Regions from separate parts of the Mus musculus genome. Here region 2 is linked to region 1. Evidence: chromatin contacts called from public ChIA-PET data. All regions are on one chromosome and are shown on one strand. The core of a region is the stretch at or near the end of the contact, and the rest is flanking DNA. Distances in the headings are between cores, read along the strand shown. Region 1 overlaps Srbd1 (S1 RNA binding domain 1). Region 2 holds the start of Prkce (protein kinase C, epsilon).

Region 1 (7,255 bases), core at 1,958-4,457:
CAGTGACCCATAAAATCTCAAAGGTAACACTAGACATTCATCTTGATGAAACCATCTACAGACGGTACATGAAATAGAAAGCTTTTTCTATCCTCTTTATATAAATCTGTAAAATGTAAAGCACTCCCCACTGGCAGTTTGCAGCCCTGACTCTGCCCCAGCACGGCCGTGGTATCTATCGTCTCATGCGCTCACAGAGCGCACCTGCCTGGTGCTCTTTCATTTCTCTCATCTGCAGTGTTCTATCTGCATTCTGCTTTTGCTGATTTACATCAAGGCTTTAACTACAGAATCTCTGAGTGTCATATGTATATCTTTACATGAACACAGTTTCCATGAGTAAAAGGTACAAAACCAGCGAGAACAGTGCAACAGACTTCTTTGGGCATAATAAATAAAGCTATAAATACTTGGTGTGTTATAATAACTTCTGGTAACTACTGAAACAGTACTCTATTTTAAAGAAATAGGGATTGAAATCAATAGAAATTCTATTTACATTTTAAAAGAATTTCTCTGAGAAAACTTTCAGTGACAAACTACTTTTACAAATAGAAACCTGCATATGTTAAAGATTTAAAATATCTACAGTATGTATCCATGAGCTACTAGATGGGTCACGAGCTAAGAAAACTATTCACTCTGCACTAACACCTGGCGCCCCAAGCACCTCAGAGCATCATCGCAGGAGACATTACAACAGCAGGCTCAGAACTCAGTAGTAAAAGTGGCTTACAATGAAAACCATTACTGAAAGCGGTGAACAAAAAGTACAAGTTTGCTACAACAAAGGGACTTTGGAAACCCTCAGCACACTGGAGAACACCATTTGAAAGTCTTATACACTCAGTGAATGTTTATAATTAAAATTACACTCGTCTAAGGGCTGCCCTTGGTCAAAATGCAGATGCTTTGATGACAGGAGCATCACAGATGATTGTGACAAAGCTTTTTAAAACCTCTGCTTGGGAGAGTCACTGCCTGAGTTGCCTCTCCTTGTGGTAGTGGGTCTCAGCAGGAGGAAGAAATGACCAGTCACTTGGGTAGCCTTTTCTCATAGTGCATGGCTGCGTGCTCTAGCCAGAACAACCAGAAGATGTCCACATGTCTGAAAAAGCTCCACTCCTAGTTGCTCTTTCAGGCTTACTACAGCCTGCAAAGTAAGTACTTCTGTAAAATCAAGAGAGAAGGAAAACCAAAGCAGAGAAGCCGATAATAAGATCTCCATAGTGACAGAGCTGGAAATGCTCTGCAGTAACAGCTGTGCCTGTCGAGGGACACTGACACTCCAATGTCTCTTTATACTCTCTCGGGACGTAGGCCTCCTCACAGCACAGAGCCCTCAGGCCCTCCCTCCTCAGTACGGGGATGCCCAGGCCCCAGGCAAAGCCCATCCCTGGTACAGAATAGGTTTTCATTCCGGTCAAATTCTTAGTGTGTAGTGAGCAAGAAATGTCTTCTACTGAAGAAAAATATATATATATGTGTCTGGTTTCTAAAATATTTCTAGGAAGAATGATGGGAATGATGAAAATACTTCTTTAGAAAACTCCCACAGTAATAGAATTCAAAGTGATCACGTGTATGTGTAAAGCACAAAAAGTGAAGGGAAATGAGAAAGAAGAAACATCTCAAAGTTTTAAAAGCAGCATGTGGTAGTCAGAAGAGAAATGCCCCCCATAGGCTCAGGCATTTGAATGCTTGGTGCCCAGTGAGTGCCTTGCTGAAAGGCCACCCACTGGGACAAGTGCTGGGAGTTCAAAGCCTCACCCTACAGTCAGTCTGCTCTGTGCTTCACACTTAGGGCTGGCTGCTGCTGAGGCCATGCCTGCTCCTGCCACACCTCTCTGTCAGGATGGACTCCCACGCCTCTGGAACTGTATGCTAAAATAAACTCTTTCTCCTAGAAGTTGCTTTTGTTCAGAAAAGTCCTGACACACAGTACACAGTTAACTGGAATTCACCATAATTCTCTGTATTTGTGATGAGAATCAACAAGTGAGTGAAGTCCAGACTAAGTCCTGCTGTGTCTGTAGGAACCATAAAAACCTGCTGGGTCTGTGTTAGTCACATGACCTGAAGTGTCAAAGCCTGCTGTCAACCACCATGTATCCTGTGTCACCACATGTGACCATCAGAAGGGGGATGGTCAGGATTTATGTTTACACCGTAGACCAGTGCTGCTTTCAACCATGGCCCTCTAGAGAAGTATCTTTTGCAGTGGGCTAAAGCTCGTAGAGACGCATAGCTAATACAAGTGCTGAGAGTGAGTAGGCCCTGCATTATCTATCCACAGACTTCAGAGAACAGAGAAAGGTGTGGAAAGAGCATGAGAGAGAGAGAAGTCAAAGAGGAGTTCTGTGAAATGCTGTGTGGGGGACAAGTCATGGCCACTGCACTCATGAATTCCCTGCAACTGTAGTTACCCACACAAGCTCAAGACAAGAAGGCCAGTCAGTATTCCAGCAGGCAGCAGTAATGGACACAGTGAGACACACACACACAAAACAAAAATAATAACAAAAAACAACACCCAAAGGAGACATGAGGAATGATGGTGGGTGTACTGGCTAGTTTTGTGTCAACTTGACACAGCTGTAGTTACCACAGAGAAAGGAGCTTCAGTTGAGGAAATTCCTCCATGAGATACAACTGTAAGGCATTTTCTCAATTAGTGATCAAGGGGAAAAGGCCCCTTGTGGGTGGGACCATCTCTGGGCTGGCTGTCTTGGATTCTATAAGAGAGCAGGCTGAGCAAGCCAGAGGAGGAAAGCTAGTAAGGAACATCCCTCCATGGCTCCTGCTTCCTGACCTGCTTGAGTTCCAGTCCTGACTTCCTTTGGTGATGAACAGCAGCATGGAAGTGTAAGCTGAATAAACCCTTTCCTCCCCAACTTGCTTCTTGGTCATAATGTTTGTGCAGGAATAGAAACCCTGACTAAGACAGTGGGTTTTAGGAGAGCCATGTTGAGGGTTCCCAGAGGAGTGAGGGGACATGGGGTAGATATAATCACAGGATATATGGATAAGCCTGTCAGAGGAGTGAGGGGACATGGGGTAGATATAATCACAGGGTATCTGGATGAGCTTGTCAGAGGAAAGACCTTTTTAGGAGATACAAGCATCGAGACCTGTGTAGGAGGAATGTAGTATACCTAGGAACCAAGGAGACCACTGTACCAAAGAAGACAGGAAATGGAAGCCAAAGACTCAGCCATAAGGAACAACAGGCAGCACACCTCCCTGCAGCTAGTCTCCACAGCAGACACACACAGTCCCCAGCCCCAGCAGTGAATCTCAAGGCTACTAAGGCTCATCTGTCATTAAAATATGAAATGCTTTCTGCAAAAGCAATACAGATCTGCTGAAGGAAATGCATGCACAGGAAGGACTCTGGGTCCAGTCCCCAGAACACTGCCAAGAAAGAAGATAAATGAACTTTGTAAGGCTGCAACTGAATAGACCATAGTATAACAATCAAAATAAAAACTTAAATGCTCTAAATCACTGAACATATAACTATAAATAAGTATTAAAAACTAAGCAAATATGGATTGTATTCATTTCAATCCATCTCTAACTTCAAATAACTCTTTACATTACTGTCCTTTCCCAAACATATTAAAATGTATGTCTGTGAACAGATAGTTTGCAGTTTACAGATATGAATACTCATTTTTTAAAAACACAAATTCAACTGGCTAGAATATGTCTAGTGCACCATATTTCTCCATAGTTAAATACACAGCATGGATTTTGTTATCACAGACTGACCGCTGTTGATAAGTACATCTCCCAGTTTGCAGAATCAACAGAAAGTCAAAAAAATCCAACAGGGATGGAGAAACACGGGTTTAAGTTGGAGCTGACCTATAGCTGGATGGGCTACAAAGCCAGGGCATCTAATGTGCAGATGAGGACTACAGCCCGTTACACAGCATACTGGGATTTGTTAAGAGAGTAACACAGGTGCTCTTACCACCAAAGAAGAAAAGGCAGCTGTGTGAAATGACAGTCATATTAATTTGACTTCAGGTCAATGTTGTCTGACTACAAAATTCATTAAACTTCATTAAATTCATTAAAATTCATTAAATAATGCTTGTATATCTAGACAATGTCTATATTAATATATACAGTTACTAAAACATAAAAGAATCAATGGTTTTTTGAGAAATAAGCTTAAAGATGAGGCAAGAAAACTGCAAGTTCAAGTCCAGGCTAAAGAGTAAGGCTCCAGAGAATAATAATCTTTTAAACCTTTCTCCTGTGCCCTGTCTCATTCTCTCTCACACAAAGGACAGAATACATTTGGGAGCAAATTTTAGAAAAAGCCCCCTTATTACATAGGAAAAAGTGTTAAGAGCAGAAGCCAATTTGTTCTTTGTGTATGCCAGAAGTATTGAGATTCTTTTTGAAGAGAAAATCTAAGTTATAGGGTTTTTAAAAGGCAGAAATAAAATAAAAGCTTTGAAAGATAATAGAAGAATTTTTATAACCTTGGGGTATAGAGGGATTTCATTTAAAAGTAAAAACATCAATTATCTTAAAAGATTAATAAGTTAATAAAAACACCCTGAGACCTTCTATTTACTGAAGATGGCATTAAGAAAGCCCAAGTAGGAACTGGGAAGTACATGTTGTGAACACAGGTCTTAAGAGACATGTGTAAATGAAGAAAGAGAAACAGCAGAGATTGGGGAAGTCACCGGAAGCAGGAGATTGGCCAGGACCTGTTTGTTCGAGTCATCTGTTCTTCATCTGCTGTTGACAGACATTTGTACAACCACTGGTGAAGACAGGCTGAGTGTAGGTAATGAGTGGAGGCATGTGCATCTAAAAGCAGAGCAGCAGCAGGCTGCCCTCTTCTGGAAGCCAGTACCTTTAACATCAGGCTTGATGTAAGACAGCAGGTTGAGCTGCCCCGGGTTCTCCAGCAGGGTCCACGCTGCTCCTTCTAGCCCCAACTGTTTTGCTCTCTGGGCTTTCGTGCCCTTGCTCCCCATTTTATATGGAGCAGACTAGGAAAAAAGGCAGAGAATATATCACAGGAGTCTGTTTTGCAAAGTCAAAATCAAAACAGGGACACAGGACTAGGACATACTGAAAATACCATAAGCATCTTTCTCTGGATTGTCCTGTCCCCTCAGAGATGAACTCTATCAGACTACAGGGGTGCTTTGTGTTACGGCTTTATCTTCACCATTTTCTATGTGCTCAGTTCATTCTCCACTGGCATTTACTCATCTCTAAAACTCATCATCTCAACTCCAAGGTCCTCAAACAAGCAAGCCCCCGTTAAAGTCAAAGTTGTTTCATACAATACTTCTCTTCTTCTTCTTCTTCTTCTTCTTCTTCTTCTTCTTCTTCTTCTTCTTCTTCTTCTTCTTCTTCTTCTTCTTCTTTTTCTTCTTCTTCTTCTTCTTCTTCTCTCTCCTTCTCCTTCTCCCTCTTGCTCTTCCTACTCCTCTTCTCTTTCCTTCTCCCTCTCCCTCTTCCTCCCCCCCTCCCTCCTCAACTCTTCCACCTGCTGGCCTGCTGGCTTCTCTTCCCACATAGCCTGCTGAAGTATTATGTTGAAGGTCCACAGCACTTCCCTAATGATAATGATTTTCAGTCCGGATCTTGCCCAAACCCCCTGCTACAACTGCTATTCATCACCTCAGTCACAACCTCCTTCCTCCTGATCCACTTATGTCAGCTCCAGAGTCTCCTCAGAGTTCTCTGATGATTTTTTTCAACATGTACTCCAGATTCTGACTTTTATTTCAAAAGTTGCTGTTTCCCAGTGGTCATACTGACCTGCTAGTCCATAATCCCCTCCTAAAGTGAATTCTCCCAGTCTCATAGCTTCTAACATAAGCCTATCAAAGAATCCATAAGGGGCTGCTGGCTTCTGTGAATACCAAGTCCCTTATAGAAAATAGACTGGTGCTTCCATACAACCCATGCACTGCTTCCTATAAACAAATCATCTCTAGATCACTTACAATAAAGACAATGGAAGTGGCATGTGAACGCTTCTTAGGTTATATTATTTAGGGGAGGGTAATTTTAAAAGTATGCACCTACTCAATACAGACATGTTTTCTACCTATTGCTGGTGGAGTACAAAGACGTCAAACCAACAAATAACCAGAGTGCCAACTGTTTTAGTTACAGGCTGAAGACATTCATGTGTAGGTCTCCAGTTCTGCCATCTCCCCTGCACTTCACACTTGAATAATCTACTCTTCTTCCTTCCTTAACTGGAAATTCCTAGGGGGCAAGGACTATTGACTACAATGCCCATATGTGCAAACCCAAGTTCCTAGCACACACAAAAAGGCATCCAGGAAATATGTATTGATTAAAAGATAAAATCACCAGGGAATTAATTAACAGTGGCTAGTGGCTTAGCTTTTTCCATCTTAGTCTTCCTCAGTGATAAAAAGAGACCGCAAATCATAAGCACTCAGGCATCCCACTGAGAGATGCAGTTCCTTACCACATGCTCTAGTTCCTCGAACGTTTTACAGTTCAACAAGGCTTGCAGCAAGCACTCCGACATTTTCCCCTCCTTCTTAATTTTCTGGATTCTACTATGAACCTTCTTGGCAACATCCCTGAAATTAAAAACTTACATAATATATACAGTCTCTATGTCCAACATTTCTTCTCAAGGCTAGCTCACACTTACAAAAACATTGCAGGGAAAAGAAAAGGGAACTCTAAACTGTTTTATTTTTGACTCATTTGACAGTAAATTCACCCCAAAAACATTAGTATGGATTTCCAAGAAAGAATAATCTATAAACTACAATAAAGCCATCAGGATCAAGTAGTTAACGCTGATCTATCACTGTCTTCTCCCTCACAGACCTGATTAACAGTGCTGGCAACAACCTCTGTGGATTCTCTCCAGAAGATGGGTAGCTGTCAGATGCAGTCTCTCTGGCTGAAGCAATGCTCCAGGTGTTCCTAGATTTTCAAAGTCTCAGTACTTTGAAAGGCTTCCTACCAGTTACTTTGTCATGTCTTCAAGTCTGGCCTCCCAGGAAATGTTTCCTTACAGTTAAACCTGGGGCCTACTGGTGGGGATCTCAAGCTAGTGACACTGCTCTTCTTACTGCACCTCACTGAGAGGCAAATGATTCCGGGGCAGCCTGTTACTGAGAGAACAGTATCACCACTTGAGGAAGTGACACTGGTTTCTGACATCAGCACTTCCTCCCTTGTAACTAGCGCGTGTTTTGTGGAGGGAGCCTTTAAGATG
Region 2 (7,255 bases), core at 3,188-5,687, 43 kb after region 1:
ATCACTACTAAGGAACGCAATGTAATTCACATTGCCATCATTCAAATGTGTTCTATTGTTCCAGCATGGCAATGTTTATTTTATTATTTACTTATTTTTCAGTAAATTTAGCTAGAAGGTTTAAGACTTGTGACTAGAACTCTAATTAGCTTCTTTTCTCTCCTTTTTGGCAAGTCGGTCAACTTTTCTACATCTCACATGTCTTATTTAATAGCAATAAAGACAGAATAGTGCTCTGTTGCATCTTGCTGAGAACCACTCGAGGGTTCTCAATTCTGTGCTGTGTGGCTGTCTCCTGAGTTTCGTCTTGGTTCCAGTGTGGCAGTGAGGGGCTTTGCGCTCTGTATAACGTCATATGAAGGCAAGAGTGAGTAAGGGAGCATGGAGTGGGGCCATTGCTTCTAACAGGAGGTAGAACATGCCACCCATGTTTTCTCCATGTCCACTGGGGACCAAACAGTGCCAAACTTTCTGTGATCATTGCTGGGACCATGTTCCACCCCTATTCCCAGACTCAGGTAGCTGAATTCTTTTCAGCAGAGCCTGTGAGAGATGGATGTTAGACCTTGACCAGGGTGAGCTTTTCGAGGCCCATTAAGTGTCTATAAATGGCATCAGCTGGCACAGCAGTGGGTGGGGACAGACATTAACACACCCCTTTAAGGTTCTGGCCCCTCCTTCCTCGCTGTTGTTAGCAGACCTAAACAACATCTAAGAAGGTTTCATTCTTGGATAGAGGGCAAATCGTCTTCAGCAGCGCATCCCTCTGGCACCCTGTTTTGAGGTGAGTCAGATGAGGAGAGTTACAGAAGGAAAAATATCCGCTTGCTGCTCTCCCTAGCCCTCCCGCTGCAGTTGGAGATTTAACCCAAGGCACCCTCAAACACTAGGTTATAAGGACAGCAAGCTGTTTTGAAAAGAATTCATTCTAGAAACTACTTCCCAACTACAGAATGTTCAGTGTCTCTCTAGGAAGCAGTTCAAACACATCTGGGTGGCCAAGGTGTCTTTAACTGCTAGGTTCCTGCCCACCTCCTCTCCTGTTCCCACCTGTATAAGCCAGGCTGAATAGTTCCTGTGTCACAGTCTGTTCTCTTTTGCCTCCTATGTCTTTCCCATTCTGCTGCCGATGGTTCTTACTCAAAAGGCCTTGTAGTGATGCTTCTCTAAGCTCCCCCAGGCAAGGGATGCTGCTCCTGTTCCGGGAACTGTTGCAACATGGGTTGTACCGCCCTGGGCAGCCTCACCACGCTGGACCATTAGCCCTTTCTGCACGCACCCCAGCTTCATCGTCTTTGTACATTCTTACATCATTTTTTATCTTCCTCTCCCCTGCCATTTCTCAGAGATTACGAAATAACTAGACTATTGTTACAATCCAAAGGGCATTTAACTCAATGTATACATAGTTGCCTTCCTGCCCTTTACATTGTATACAAGGGCCAAGAGGAAGACCAACCAGGCAGTAATTAGGATCAGAAGTTTATATTGTAAGCCCTAGCTGGCAAGGGCCTGTTTTCCTATTCACCTGGAGTCTGAAGCAGGTTATTTTAAACCTACCTCTCCTCCAGGTAAATTTAAGAGTGCTCCCTTATATCAAGCATAGATACTCATGCCTTTGAATCCCAGCACTTGGGAGGTAGAGGCAAGAAGATCTCTGTGAGTTCAAGGCCAGGGTGGTCTACATAGTGAGTTCCAGGACAGCCAGAACTACTTAGTGGGACCCTGTCTTGAAATCAGGGTGTGTGTGTGTGTGTGTGTGTGTGTGAGAGAGAGAGAGAGAGAGAGAGAGAGAGAGAGAGAGAGAGAGAGGGAGAGGGAGAGAGAGAGAGAGAAAGAGAGAGAGAGAGAGAGAGATTTTGACAAGCTAGTGTCTCACATATCCATGGTGTCCCTGGGGAGTTTTTATGTGGCTAGGTTAGAGAGTGGGAAGGTGAGAGATTTATTTAGAAACAAAGATGTAATGAGCACACTGTTTGCACAGAGAATACCCAACTTCTCCCTTTTAATATAAACATTCATCCAATGCAAGCTACTGGCATTTTGTTTGCTGGTAGAAGCAGGGTGTGGGAGGAGTGGAGGGGGGGGGGATAAACAAACTCTAAAGTTCAAATTCAGTGTTTAATTTTAAATTTATTTCTTGTTTAGTATGCCAAAAAAGAAGGGATCATGTCTATGATTTTCCGATTCCAACTCTATTTGCACGTAAGATAGGGCCCATCAGACAAAATTGGAGACATATCAAGAAACACCAACTAGTTAAGTTCGGATCTCTAACTTCAAGAAATCCCTGCCTGGCTGGACTGCCCAGCAGGGCCGGGGCAGAGTAGGGCAAATGAAGCCTTCCGTTTATGTGAAAATCTTGATGGATGCCAAGAACCTGAGTAAAGAGAACTGTACTTAGTGAACTATTTAAAAAGACCTAAAACTAGCATGTTCTATTCATCCTGAAAATTAATAATACCTTTTATTTTAAAAATATTACCTTTTATTCAAAAATATTTTAAATACCATTTTGTTTAATGATTTGGGGGGGGGCATTCTTTAACCTAGAGTGTATCCCTACCGGTTTTTTGTTTTGTTTTGTTTTGTTCTTTTAGCACTGGGCCTGCTTCTTAAACACATAGCCTGGAGAGAAAGTCTCATTGTCATTACGTTTTGCTGCATGTCCTTATAGGAAGTTTTAAAATTATTTTTTAGGCGCCAATGATCTTAAGGCCATAATCATTGCCAAAGGTGCATTTTTATCAGCATCTGTATAGCAAAGGTGCATTTTTATCCCACGCAACAGGACTGGCTGTCAGGAAAGTAAGTGAGCTACGGGGAGGGGGCGTGACTGCACACTTAAACTTTAGGAGGAGATCTGCCTGAACTCAAACCCCTGAACTCTGTGTGTGTGTGTGTGTGTGTGTGTGTGTGTGTGTGTGTGTGTACTGTACTTGGTATGTCATTCCTGGAGACTGCCTTCTCATCTTTAAACTACAAGAAATGATAACCCTTTTCCACAGAGGAAAAAGTGAATGGAATGCGGTTTGTACATTTTGATCCACACTTATCAGAGTCGCCAGATAAACACTTAGCTTTTCACCATCCGAACGAACAGCCGGACTTGCCTTGGCACTCGGGTGAGGGCGGAGGTTTTCTTTTTCCACTCACACGGCGGAGAGCTGCGGGACGAACCCCTTCCCGGGCGCAGGCTGGAAGTTCCCGCTGCGCGGCGCCCGGGGCCTGGCGCGCCCCGCCCGGCGCTCCCAGGTTCCCAGTCCCCCTCGGCACAGAGCCATTCCCTGCCGCCCGCCTTCCCGGTCCTGGTCCCTGGCCCAGGAAATTCTTCCCCAGCAGCCCAGGGCTCGCCTCACGTGACCAGCCGCCGTCGCGGCTGCTTCCAGAGAGTTTAAAGGTTACCGAGGAAATTAGTATGGATACAGCCACTGGACCCCAGGAGGACGCATCGGGCTTTCCCGCAGCCCGAACGCCGGTTGTCAGGGCGCGGATCAAGCCTTGTCCTCTTAAGGGGCACACACAAGGTCCCGCATAAGTAGGAGGAGTCACTTTGAGAAATAAACAGACATTCGAACCAGGCCGGGCCCAGGTTCTACTAGTCTTCCACAAGTTCTCGCAACCCAATCAGGCCCAGAACAAATCCCCAGAGGGGAGAGTCTCCTCAAGGGGGAAAAAAAGAGGGTTTCAAAACTCACACCCAGCCGAAGGGCTCAGCAGTCCGGGTGTCCCCTCCCCCATCGCGGCACAGTAGAGAATCCCAGGGCAGAGTGACAAATAGGCCAGCTCTCCGCGGGCGACTGGTGACCGCCGCAGTCCAGGCAGAGTGGGGGAAGGTGATTAGTCTTCTTGGACATTGCGACCCCCTCCATTCCACCAGGCCCAGTTTTAAGTGATAGTGTTGGCCGCAGGGTGCGAGAGAAAAGCGCGGCCCGCTGCTCTCCGGGTCCAGACCCCGCTCTCCTGGTGCAGATCCGAGGAGCACAGACTCGGCCTGCGACAGTCGCTCCCGCACCTCCGCGACGCCACACTCCTGGGTTCCGCGCGGAGTCCTTCCTCAGCTCCCCCGCGCGCCACGGCAAACGGACCCGGCCGGCCCGCTCCTGCTCTTTTCTGCTCGGCTCACTTTTCCCGTATTGCTCCCCCAACCGGCAAAACTTTCTATTTCCCCAAACAGTGGCGCGCGCGCGCGCGCGTGCACACACACACACACACACACACACACACACACACACACACACTCACACACACTGACGTCTTTTGCGCATTTCCTGCATTAGAGGGAGGGAGAATCGCTCGCACAGCGATCGAGGGAAGCAGATCGCGGGCTGAGCGCTCTGGCGGGCGGCGAGCCGGCGGCAGCCGAGAGCGCGGACGCGGGGAGCGCGGCGGGCGGGCGGGCGCCGGCGGGCGGGAGGAGGGGCCGCGCGGAGTCGCAGTCCCTGCCCGGCCGCCGCGCTGCGCACCGCCGGGTGCCGGCCTGCGCCCCGAACCCAAGTGGCGGCCACCTCTACCTCCCAAGCCCGCGCGGATGTGAGATCCCAGGCACCGGGCGCCTCGCGATCGCCGGCTACGGCGCGACTCTGCTTAACCCGGGAGGTGACGGCGGGGCTGATCGTGCGGCTTGTGGATTTTTTAAAAATTTGGCTCCGGGGAGGACCATTTCCTCTCGACATGCATCCCTCCGGATAGACTGCACATCCCTCAGTCCACCCTCCGCCCCGCGCCGTCCGAGGCAGGCGCTGGGTGGGCGAAGAGGATCCGGGTTGAAATCTGTGCCCCCGGTTCTCGTCCCCGCCCCGTCCCGCCGCCCCCTCCCCCTCCGGGAGTCGAAATTGCCCGGGGATTATGTTTCGGAAAGGTAGGTGAGCGCCGGGCGCGGCGCCTGCTTCTCCGCACACGGACCCGAAGAACCAGCGAGGCGGCGAGGCAGCCCCCGCGGCTTGCAGCGGAGGCGACAGCTCGTCTCCTGCCGTGGAGGTGTCGCCGGTGGTGGGGGGGAGAGACTTGCTCCAAAAAAACGGACGTCTCCAGCTCTCCCCCCTCCCTGTTTTCCGTTAGGAATCCGGCGAGGAAATACATGCACTCGCTGAGAATCGGCGGCGCCAGGAGGCAGCGCCACAAGGTGTAGCGAGTGAGTGGGGTGGGGCAAGAGGGGACCCAGGAGTCCCCCAGGCTCCCGGCGCGCCTGCTCCTGCTCTTCAATCCTGCCCTCGGGGCGGACGGAGTGACCCCCGCCCCGACCATGGTAGTGTTCAATGGCCTTCTTAAGATCAAAATCTGCGAGGCGGTGAGCTTGAAGCCCACAGCCTGGTCGCTGCGCCATGCGGTGGGACCCCGGCCACAGACGTTCCTTTTGGACCCCTACATTGCCCTTAACGTGGACGACTCGCGCATCGGCCAAACAGCCACCAAGCAAAAGACCAACAGCCCGGCCTGGCACGATGAGTTCGTCACCGATGTGTGCAATGGGCGCAAGATCGAGCTGGCTGTCTTTCACGACGCTCCTATCGGCTACGACGACTTCGTGGCCAACTGCACCATCCAGTTCGAGGAGCTGCTGCAGAATGGGAGCCGTCACTTCGAGGACTGGGTGAGTCGGTCCTCCACGTCCGGGAGTCCCGGGTCCCAGGGAAAGACTTGCTGCCTGAGCATTGGTCCTGGGGCTCTGGGCTGTCTGTGTGTGCATGTGCGGCTCAGTTTTCTTGAAGAGGCACGTTTTATTTCCTAGCTGAAGAGACATATACAGTAGGGTATGAAAGACGAGATTTGACAGATGGGCACTATCCCTTGCCCCCCCCCCCGTGCCCTCCCAACAGTGGGCAGTACAGGTGGCTTGCAAGTTGGGAGAGAACCCGGAATGCAGGTGCATAGGTTGGTGGAAGGAATCTGCAAGTCCCTGGTGGACTTGGCTGAGCGACTGTGTGTGGGTGGGTCTCTCTGTCCTTGGAGAGACACGTGGAGCTCAGACTGGAGGGTTTTTGTGCCTCCTGGCTTTATCCTGGGTAGCCTAGTGAGTAGTTTTATAAAGCCGTCTTTCTGGTAGGAAGCCCCCTCTTCCTAAACAACTGTTTAGCTCATTTGATGACATACCAGAAAGGTCCTCACCCCCAGTGTCCCCTCTATAGGTCCTACAAACATAACACCAGCTTGCTTTGCCCATCTGTTTAGAATGCCGTATTCTCAAAAGGGCTTGTGGTGATAGGAAGTCAGGACTTTGAATCTTAAGATTTTATGCTTGCAGACTTTGATTGTCAAGATATTGTAGGATCAAACACTATTTCTGAAATTGAGCTAACTGTTAGCTGATTCCACTGTCACATAGGAGGGATTTTGAAGTAGGCCTCGCCAATATACCTTAAACCAAATGCATCCAACCTTGGCACGTGGGCAGTCAGAAAAAACAACCCCCTCCCCGCTTGCTTCTCTCTTCTTGTAGGAGCAGCATTCAGTTAGGAAGTGGGTATCTCTATCTTCAGGTTTGTTACATGTTTCTATCTGGAGCAAGTGTTGCTACGGATGGATATGTTTTCCCCCGATTCTTTGGTCTTCACAGAGGGCTGTCTGTGCTGCCTTATGAAGAGCTGTGGGAGAATCACTCTGCTGACAGCAGATAACTTCATGAATATCGGAGGGTCAGAGGGTGCACATGCCCTTGGCATGTCACTCTACTTCACATTTTTAAATATATATTTTCAAGGACATGGAGCTTTTAGGGGGAGATGGGGGGAGGGGACCTGCTCTTTTTATGCTCCTGGATGTGGGAGAGCCTTCTGGAAACCATGGTTACTAAAGAGGCTTTCAGGGCAACCCTTGTAAACCACAGCTCAACGCTGGGAGGTCTGTGGCTTCCATTAAAGTAGACAGCAGGCAAACTTTAGGATCCCGACCTCAGTCTCACCCCCACCCCTTCACCCACTCTCCTTTCACTGCTGTTCGCCGTGATGCCCAAAGGGGCATGGGGGGCTAACCAGCTTCACAAACAGACTTCAGTGCTAAACATCTGTGGTTTTGTATAAAAGGGGAAGAGGATTTTTGACTAGAGTATCAGGAAGGTGGGGCCTGTTGCAGGAGGGTCTCAGAGGGCATAAGCAGTGGGCAGAAGGCAGAAAAGATGAGCAGAAGGTTCAAGTCTTCCACATCCATGCGCCGGCTGGAAGGATGTATCTGAGTTTCTCTGGCAACACTGAACTGGGGGCTCCTCCAAAGCCAGAGCAGAACAGGACGCTACTCTCTCTCCTCAGCTCTTCTAAGG

What was found. ChIA-PET counts read pairs in DNA pulled down with a chosen protein or histone mark.
Region 2: a contact with region 1 is called in an RNA polymerase II ChIA-PET map of memory CD8 T cells, with 139 read pairs. The contact joins the promoter of Prkce here to the enhancer-like site in region 1. A contact is called at or near these places in 7 of 115 datasets of contacts at active chromatin or transcription factors (the SCID.adh cell line, effector CD8 T cells, embryonic fibroblasts and 2 more).

What each region holds. Positions count from the first base shown.
Region 1 is chr17:86,121,229-86,128,483 of GRCm38.p6, forward strand. It overlaps Srbd1 (S1 RNA binding domain 1), which reads right to left. Exons shown (of 21, transcript NM_030133.3): 6 at 6,488-6,605; 7 at 4,883-5,021. Among named protein-coding and RNA genes, the nearest start is that of Srbd1, 20 kb to the right of the region's middle. Within about 2 kb of position 3,208, at least 1 of the 459 cell types and tissues checked has an H3K27ac peak or open chromatin away from gene starts, as enhancers often do. A contact at or near this core is called in memory CD8 T cells, where this site is marked.
Region 2 is chr17:86,163,348-86,170,602 of GRCm38.p6, forward strand. It overlaps Prkce (protein kinase C, epsilon), which reads left to right and starts at 4,438. Exons shown (of 15, transcript NM_011104.3): 1 at 4,438-5,593. The coding sequence starts at 5,246. Gm5817 (predicted gene 5817) reads right to left here and starts at 4,138. Exons shown (of 2, transcript NR_165800.1): 1 at 3,114-4,138; 2 at 2,120-2,380.